Regions from separate parts of the Mus musculus genome. Here region 2 is linked to region 1. Evidence: chromatin contacts called from public HiChIP or PLAC-seq data. All regions are on one chromosome and are shown on one strand. Each heading gives the region's core, a stretch centred on a gene start, on an enhancer-like site or on the middle of the called end of the contact. The rest is flanking DNA. Distances are from core to core; before and after follow the strand shown.

The links. HiChIP or PLAC-seq counts read pairs in DNA pulled down with a chosen protein or histone mark.
Region 2: a contact with region 1 is called in an H3K4me3 HiChIP or PLAC-seq map of embryonic limb bud, with 3 times the contacts expected there. The contact joins the enhancer-like site here to the promoter of B4galt2 in region 1. A contact is called at or near these places in 13 of 39 promoter capture datasets (the 3T3-L1 cell line, 3T3-L1-derived adipocytes, the C10 cell line and 8 more), 1 of 15 datasets of contacts at CTCF or cohesin (the NIH/3T3 cell line), 11 of 115 datasets of contacts at active chromatin or transcription factors (the SCID.adh cell line, bone marrow-derived macrophages, craniofacial prominence and 6 more) and 2 of 9 other capture datasets (adipose tissue and pancreatic islet).

What each region holds. Positions count from the first base shown.
Region 1 is chr4:117,881,981-117,884,824 of GRCm38.p6, reverse strand. B4galt2 (UDP-Gal:betaGlcNAc beta 1,4- galactosyltransferase, polypeptide 2) reads left to right here and starts at 1,349. Exons shown (of 8, transcript NM_017377.5): 1 at 1,349-1,723. It overlaps Atp6v0b (ATPase, H+ transporting, lysosomal V0 subunit B), which reads left to right. Exons shown (of 8, transcript NM_033617.3): 8 at 184-495. The coding sequence ends at 210. Gm12841 (predicted gene 12841) reads right to left here and starts at 1,275. Exons shown (of 4, transcript NR_168719.1): 1 at 1,110-1,275.
Region 2 is chr4:118,039,358-118,042,201 of GRCm38.p6, reverse strand. The region is part of intron 3 of St3gal3 (ST3 beta-galactoside alpha-2,3-sialyltransferase 3); the gene reads left to right. Among named protein-coding and RNA genes, the nearest start is that of 9530034E10Rik, 66 kb to the right of the region's middle. Within about 2 kb of position 1,396, at least 20 of the 459 cell types and tissues checked have an H3K27ac peak or open chromatin away from gene starts, as enhancers often do. A contact at or near this core is called in the SCID.adh cell line and embryonic limb bud, where this site is marked.

The sequences.
Region 1 (2,844 bases), core at 100-2,599:
GGCGACACTAACACTGTCCATGGGACTTGTCTTCTCTGTTGTACAGCTGAGCTCCTTTGTTACTGTCCATGTCTGTTTGTCTGTCATAGTGTGTCTGTCCGTCTGTCCACCCACTGGCCTGCTGGTTCTGGTCTTGTCACTGGTCACTGTCCCTGCCTGATTTGTCCTGTTTTTCCTTTGCAGACCTCCAGAGTGAAGATGGGTGACTAGATGACCTGTATGGGTGGGGCCGTGCCCTACTGTTATTTATTGCTGGTTTTCCTGGGACAGCTGGAGCTGTGTCCCTCAGCCTTTCTGGGGCTTGGTGTTCAGGGTCTCCCCTGCACTCACCTCTTGCTGCCTGTTGACTCTGGAGGCATTGCAGTCCAGACTGAACCCCAGTGTGGGGAGTGGGCTGCTGATGGTGACTGTGTACAGCTGTGCACCTGTGCCCCCCTCAACCCCCATCCAGCCCATCTTCCTAGTGTTTGTGAAATAAACTTGGTATTTGTCCCAGTCAGTGAGGCTTCTGTTGGCCCCTTGCGACACCTTTCACAAAGGAAGGGGAGGACCTGTTCACTCACTCCAACCTCCTGTAACTTTCTGTCTACACATCATCTCTGCTCTGGACCTTGCTGGCTCCTGGGTGGCAGATCAGGGTGCTAGGCTGGCTGTAATGCTGGCACCTCTTCATTGAAGAGTCTGGGCTCTGAGATCCTCCTAGCCCTATGTCTTTGGACCCCTGTGCACTAGACCCAAACTCACTACAGCTAATTCTCCTCTCTGTCGCTATACTCCTGAAACTCCCCGCACCTGGATTTTCCTGGAGAACAGTGTTTTACATTTGATAGTCCAGTATGAACACCTAACCCTTCCAGAAACCTCTTCTATGGTCTTAGTTCCTAGGGCCTTGTTCAGCTCCGCCTATTCCTATACAATTCTTGATTCCAACACCACCCTAAATCTTACCCAACCTGCTTTTACCTAATAAGTCCTTTTCAGTCAACACCTTTAGGGGTCTTACCCAGCAGGCAGCCCTGGTTGGCTGACCTTGACTCATGCTCCCAGGAAAGAGTTGGCAAGGCCCTAACCCTCTGAATTGCCCACTATCCAGACCCCGTCCCAAATACCTGAAGGGCCTTAGCCATCCGGCTCCTGGTCTCTTCCCATCCCTAAAGCAAGCTGATGGAGGAACCTGATGGATTCCTGCGTCCTTCCTGGGTCTCAGGCATCCGCAAACGCACCTCCCCGCTGGCTGGGCCGCGCAGGGCCAACGGCAGGGGCGGGCGGCGGAGCGGCGCGCGGCGCGTGCGGGCGCACTGGAGGCGGGGGCCGCGGGGGCGCGCGCGCGGGCGCGCCGGCCTGGCCTGCCCCTCCGAGGAGCCGTAGCGCGGGAGGGAGGCGGCAGCGCAGTGGTCCGTCGGTCCGCCGGTCCGTGGGTCTGCCGGGCCCCGCCCTGCCTCCCGGGGCGGCTCGGCTCCATGGCCCGCGGCGGCGGCGGGAGGTGGCCCCGGAGCCTCGGGGACCGCTGACCGGGCGGTGGGGCCGGGCCATGGGGGACAGAGCCGTCCACAGCTGCTGGAGCCGGGATCCCTACCCGAGCTGGAGCGGCGCCCCCTGCTGAGCCCCGAGCGCTGCGAGAGAGGAGGGCGCGCGCGGCCCCCCACCCAGGGCCCCGACATTCCAGACCCGGCCCGGCTAGGGGGCCGCCCGCGCGCCGTCACAGATCCCAGCCCAGGACCCGGTGAGCGAGGCACCGGCGCTGCCCCCGGCCTGGCTGCACCCCACCCTACCCCCATCCCGCTAGCCTCCTGGGCTCCGGCGTCCGCCCCCATCCGGCCTCCCTCATTGTCCTCGCTCGCCCCGGCCTTGTGTCTCGCAGAGGCGCTCGGCCCCGGCCCCACTTCCACATCCCCCACTGCATGCACCCCTCCCCAGGGCTCCACACCCACCTGTCCTACTGCCTCCCCCGTCCCGAGGTGCCACGTGTTCAGCCTCCCAGCCCCGCCCAGACGCACCCCTCAGTTTGGTGGCTAGCCTGACCCAGAGCCCCTGCCCTGGAGGGAGGGGTTGGGAATACTTGCACGTGGGTCTGGGTGTATGGCTACGCTTGTATAAGTCCGAGCCGCGGTTTGTTGATATATGTGGCTCCGTATGTTACTGTCACCCCAAGTGTGTCTAGCTCTATATGTAGGTCTCTGTGTGTCCCTTGAGTGTGGATGCCGACTGCTGGTACTAAAGCAGTCTATGTGATTTTGTGACTGTTTGAGATATTCTGCTCTCAGGAGCATGGCCAGAAGTATTTTTTGACCTTTTGGAACTACAGGGGAGACCTGGTTCGAGCAAGGGCACCCCCAGCCCCCACCACCTCTGCCAGTGTATGAACTTTACTCCTCTAGGGTCCAAGTGTACCCCATTTCAGGAATCAGAACTAGCTTTGCTAATCAGGCTCCAGAGCTAGCTAGCTAGCCTGAAATCTTAGGTGAGGGGCTCTCTATTGCTTGCCCCACGGGGTATGCTCTTGCCCCTTGTTCCAGTGGGAAGGACCTGTTTAAACATCTCTCCTTTTTGGGTGGAGGGCACTCTTGAGTGCTGAAGGCTCCTTCTCAGCCTGGTCCTAGTTGGCTAGGCCTGCTTGCTGTTGGGACCTGAGTGCTCAAACTGGCCATGGGTCTAAGTGACTTCCCTTCATGGCCCTCGGAAGGACTAAATGAAGTCATAGTATAAAGAATTCCTTACGTGATGGGCACTCAGTAAGTGATCCATTCTCTAAACCATGTGTCCTGTGTTGAGGATTCTGTCCTGTGATGTTGCTGGTCCCTGGGCCACAGGTGGAGCCTGTGGATAAAAGTGGTTTGGTGCCGA
Region 2 (2,844 bases), core at 147-2,646, 160 kb before region 1:
CTCTCTCTCCTCTCTCTCTTTTTTAAAGAATTATTTATTTATTTTAAGTATATGAGTACACTGTCTTCAGATGCACCAGAAGAGGGCATTAGATCCCATTACAAATGGTTATGAGCCACCACGTTGGTTGCTGGGAATTGAACTCAGGACCTCTGGAAGATCAGCCAGTGCTCTTAACCTCTGAGCTATCTCTCCAGCCCCTAGAACCAATTCTTGATGAAGCAGTTTGTCCGCAGTGTTGCAGATTAAAGCCAGGGCCTCCAGCATGTTAGGAAAGTCCTCTACCCCTAGCTACACCCCTGCCCAGCAGTTCTGACTTCTATTAGATTTCCCCCTGGAGTGCACATCTCTCTGGTATTCTGTGTGAGGAAACGGGAGTGTGCCTGACACCCTTGCTATGCGCCAAGGAAAGAGGTTGTCTTAACGAAAAGGCCCTTGTGTGATTGTTACCAACCAGACTGTCTACCTCTCAGGAGCACTGTTTCACTTGAAGGATGGACAGATGTCGTGCTTTGAAAGCTCAGAGTCTGGCAGATGTCTCAGACATGAGAGCAAGCACATGCATCAAGGTGCCGCGGGTGTTTTGCCACCCATGATTAGATGTATGCATTCCCGGAACCGTAATGTTTCTGAAAAGGTACTTTCACTGGTCATCCTTCCAGAATGTAACTGTAAATTACACTAGGATCGGGGGCTGAGCCCCGTTTGGACCCCCTCCTCCATCCCTTTCAGAAACGGTCACTGCACGCTTGGAAGGATGTTCTCTACAGGCTGGGTGAGGGGCTCTCTGCCCTTTAGTTGGTTCAAAGTGAGTAATTGTCCCGTTCAAATCTTCTGAGTTCCCACTGGTTTTATGGCCTGACTTTTCAGCGGCTCCTGTGTTTGCCTGTTTAATGACAGCAGACCTATTGTGCATGACATGTAGTTCAGTAAATTCCGCGCAGTAAGGGAAGTGTTCCTTATTTGATGCATGCACACAGTTTGCTCGTGGCCTGCTTTTTATGCTCAGTTTCTGAACTTTCCAGGAGGTTTACAAATTCTCTAGGGTTCTCCCCCACCAATACTTTATGACTCTTACTGTGACCCAAAAGACATACTTAATCCCTTTGTAGGATCCCTGAAAGAGTTAACAGTTTACTTCAAAGGCTCCCAGCATCTGCAAAAGCACTTTGTACATTCACAGCTCTGACCTGGTGCAGGTGCTGGAGAAGGGCAGAGCTTGGTATCACCCAGGCCACTTCCCGCCTGGAGCCAGGCACAGGACACATGTGCTCCTTGGTTGGTAGATTGTGTTACCCTGCATTTACTGGCCTGGCTGAAGCAGGAGGCCTAAGCCACCAAGAGACTAAGCGTTTTTCCTTCCGTGTGCAGCTGCCTCCTTGCTGCTGTGGTGTCAGGGAGAGGAGTGCTTTCCGCTGCTGTATCAGCTGTCTGTGGCTGTCAGTGGCTCTGAGCCTGGTAGACTCAGGAGTCCCATGATCTTCTGACTGTAGGCAGATATGTGCTCAGGGTGGTGAGACCTGGACTGTCCTGTGGGCTACCTCAGAGGCAAGTTGTCCCCAGAGCATTGGTATGTTTGAGGTGGCATTTCCTTTGCAGGCAGCATGAGCACATAGTTCCAAGAACTCGTATGTGTAAAGCGTGCAGCTTGGGATGCTCAGGGCTCTTCGTGGACGAGGTTGAAGTTCAGGCCTTTAGAAATGATGTGCTGACAAGTTAGGGGTTCTCAGAGGGAACCCCAAAGCAAGAATCAGAAAATGGCAACGTATGGGAAAGTAAACAGAGACGTAGACAGTTAGTCTAAGCAGAGTCATGGGACACCCTCAGTAGGTGGGGGTCTGCGGTGTCACCAGCTGGGCGGGCTGAGAGTCAGGAGTGGGCAGAGCTAGGCAGTCACTGTTGTGAAAGATGACTGACCCAGAGAGGCTAAGGACCATACCTACCACTGCTGCCACCACTGGCACTGGCCCCTCCCCGCGAGTAGAAAAGAACAGAGGATCCATGTCCCCAGCTAGTCTGTAGGCCCCCCTAGTCACACCACTCATTCAACATATTTATGGACCCCCACCTTTGTACCAGACCCTGTGTTAGGTGCTAGAGATACTGGGTGAGGTGAGCTCTGCCTTGTGTGTGTGTGTGTGTGTGTGTGTGTGTGTGTGTGTGTGTGTGTTCCCATTCATGGAAGTTAATGATGTTTAAGTATGAGCAGCAGCATTTCCTTTCGGCTCATCTTTATTTTTTTATAGATTTATTTATTTATTAGATGTAAGTACATTGTAGCTGTCTTTAGACACACCAGAAGAGGGCATGAGATCTCATTACAGATGGTTGTGAGCCACCATGTGGTTGCTGGAATTTGAATTCAGGATCTTCAGAAGAGCAGTCAGTGCTCTTCACAGCTGGGCTGATCTTTAAAGAAGGGAATTTAGCAGCCCAGCCTGACTACCTATAGACTGATTAACTGGGTGAAACGGGGAAAGCAGCGTTCAGGGACTGCTCTTGGGTGAAGAGTGGAGCCACTTCCAGGGCTGAGGACCAGATACTGGGTATGTGTGAGGGTGACAAAGACAAGCTGTGTGAGGCTTCTTCAGCCGTCATCTTTAATGACTGGGCGGGCGGCATTGTAAGTAGGACTGGCGGGTTGACGGGCGGTCCTCGTGAGAGATTGCTTTAGGCGAAGTGGGCAGTTGGGCAGAATAAGTTGAGTGTGCACAAAGAAAAGGCAAAGAAAGGAAAAAGGACAGGAAAACCCCCACAAATTTTGTAGGAAAAAACCCCCAACTTTCTTTGCGGACTTTGAAGCAAGGATGCTGGGCTCTGAAAGAAAAGAACCCAATGAGCTAA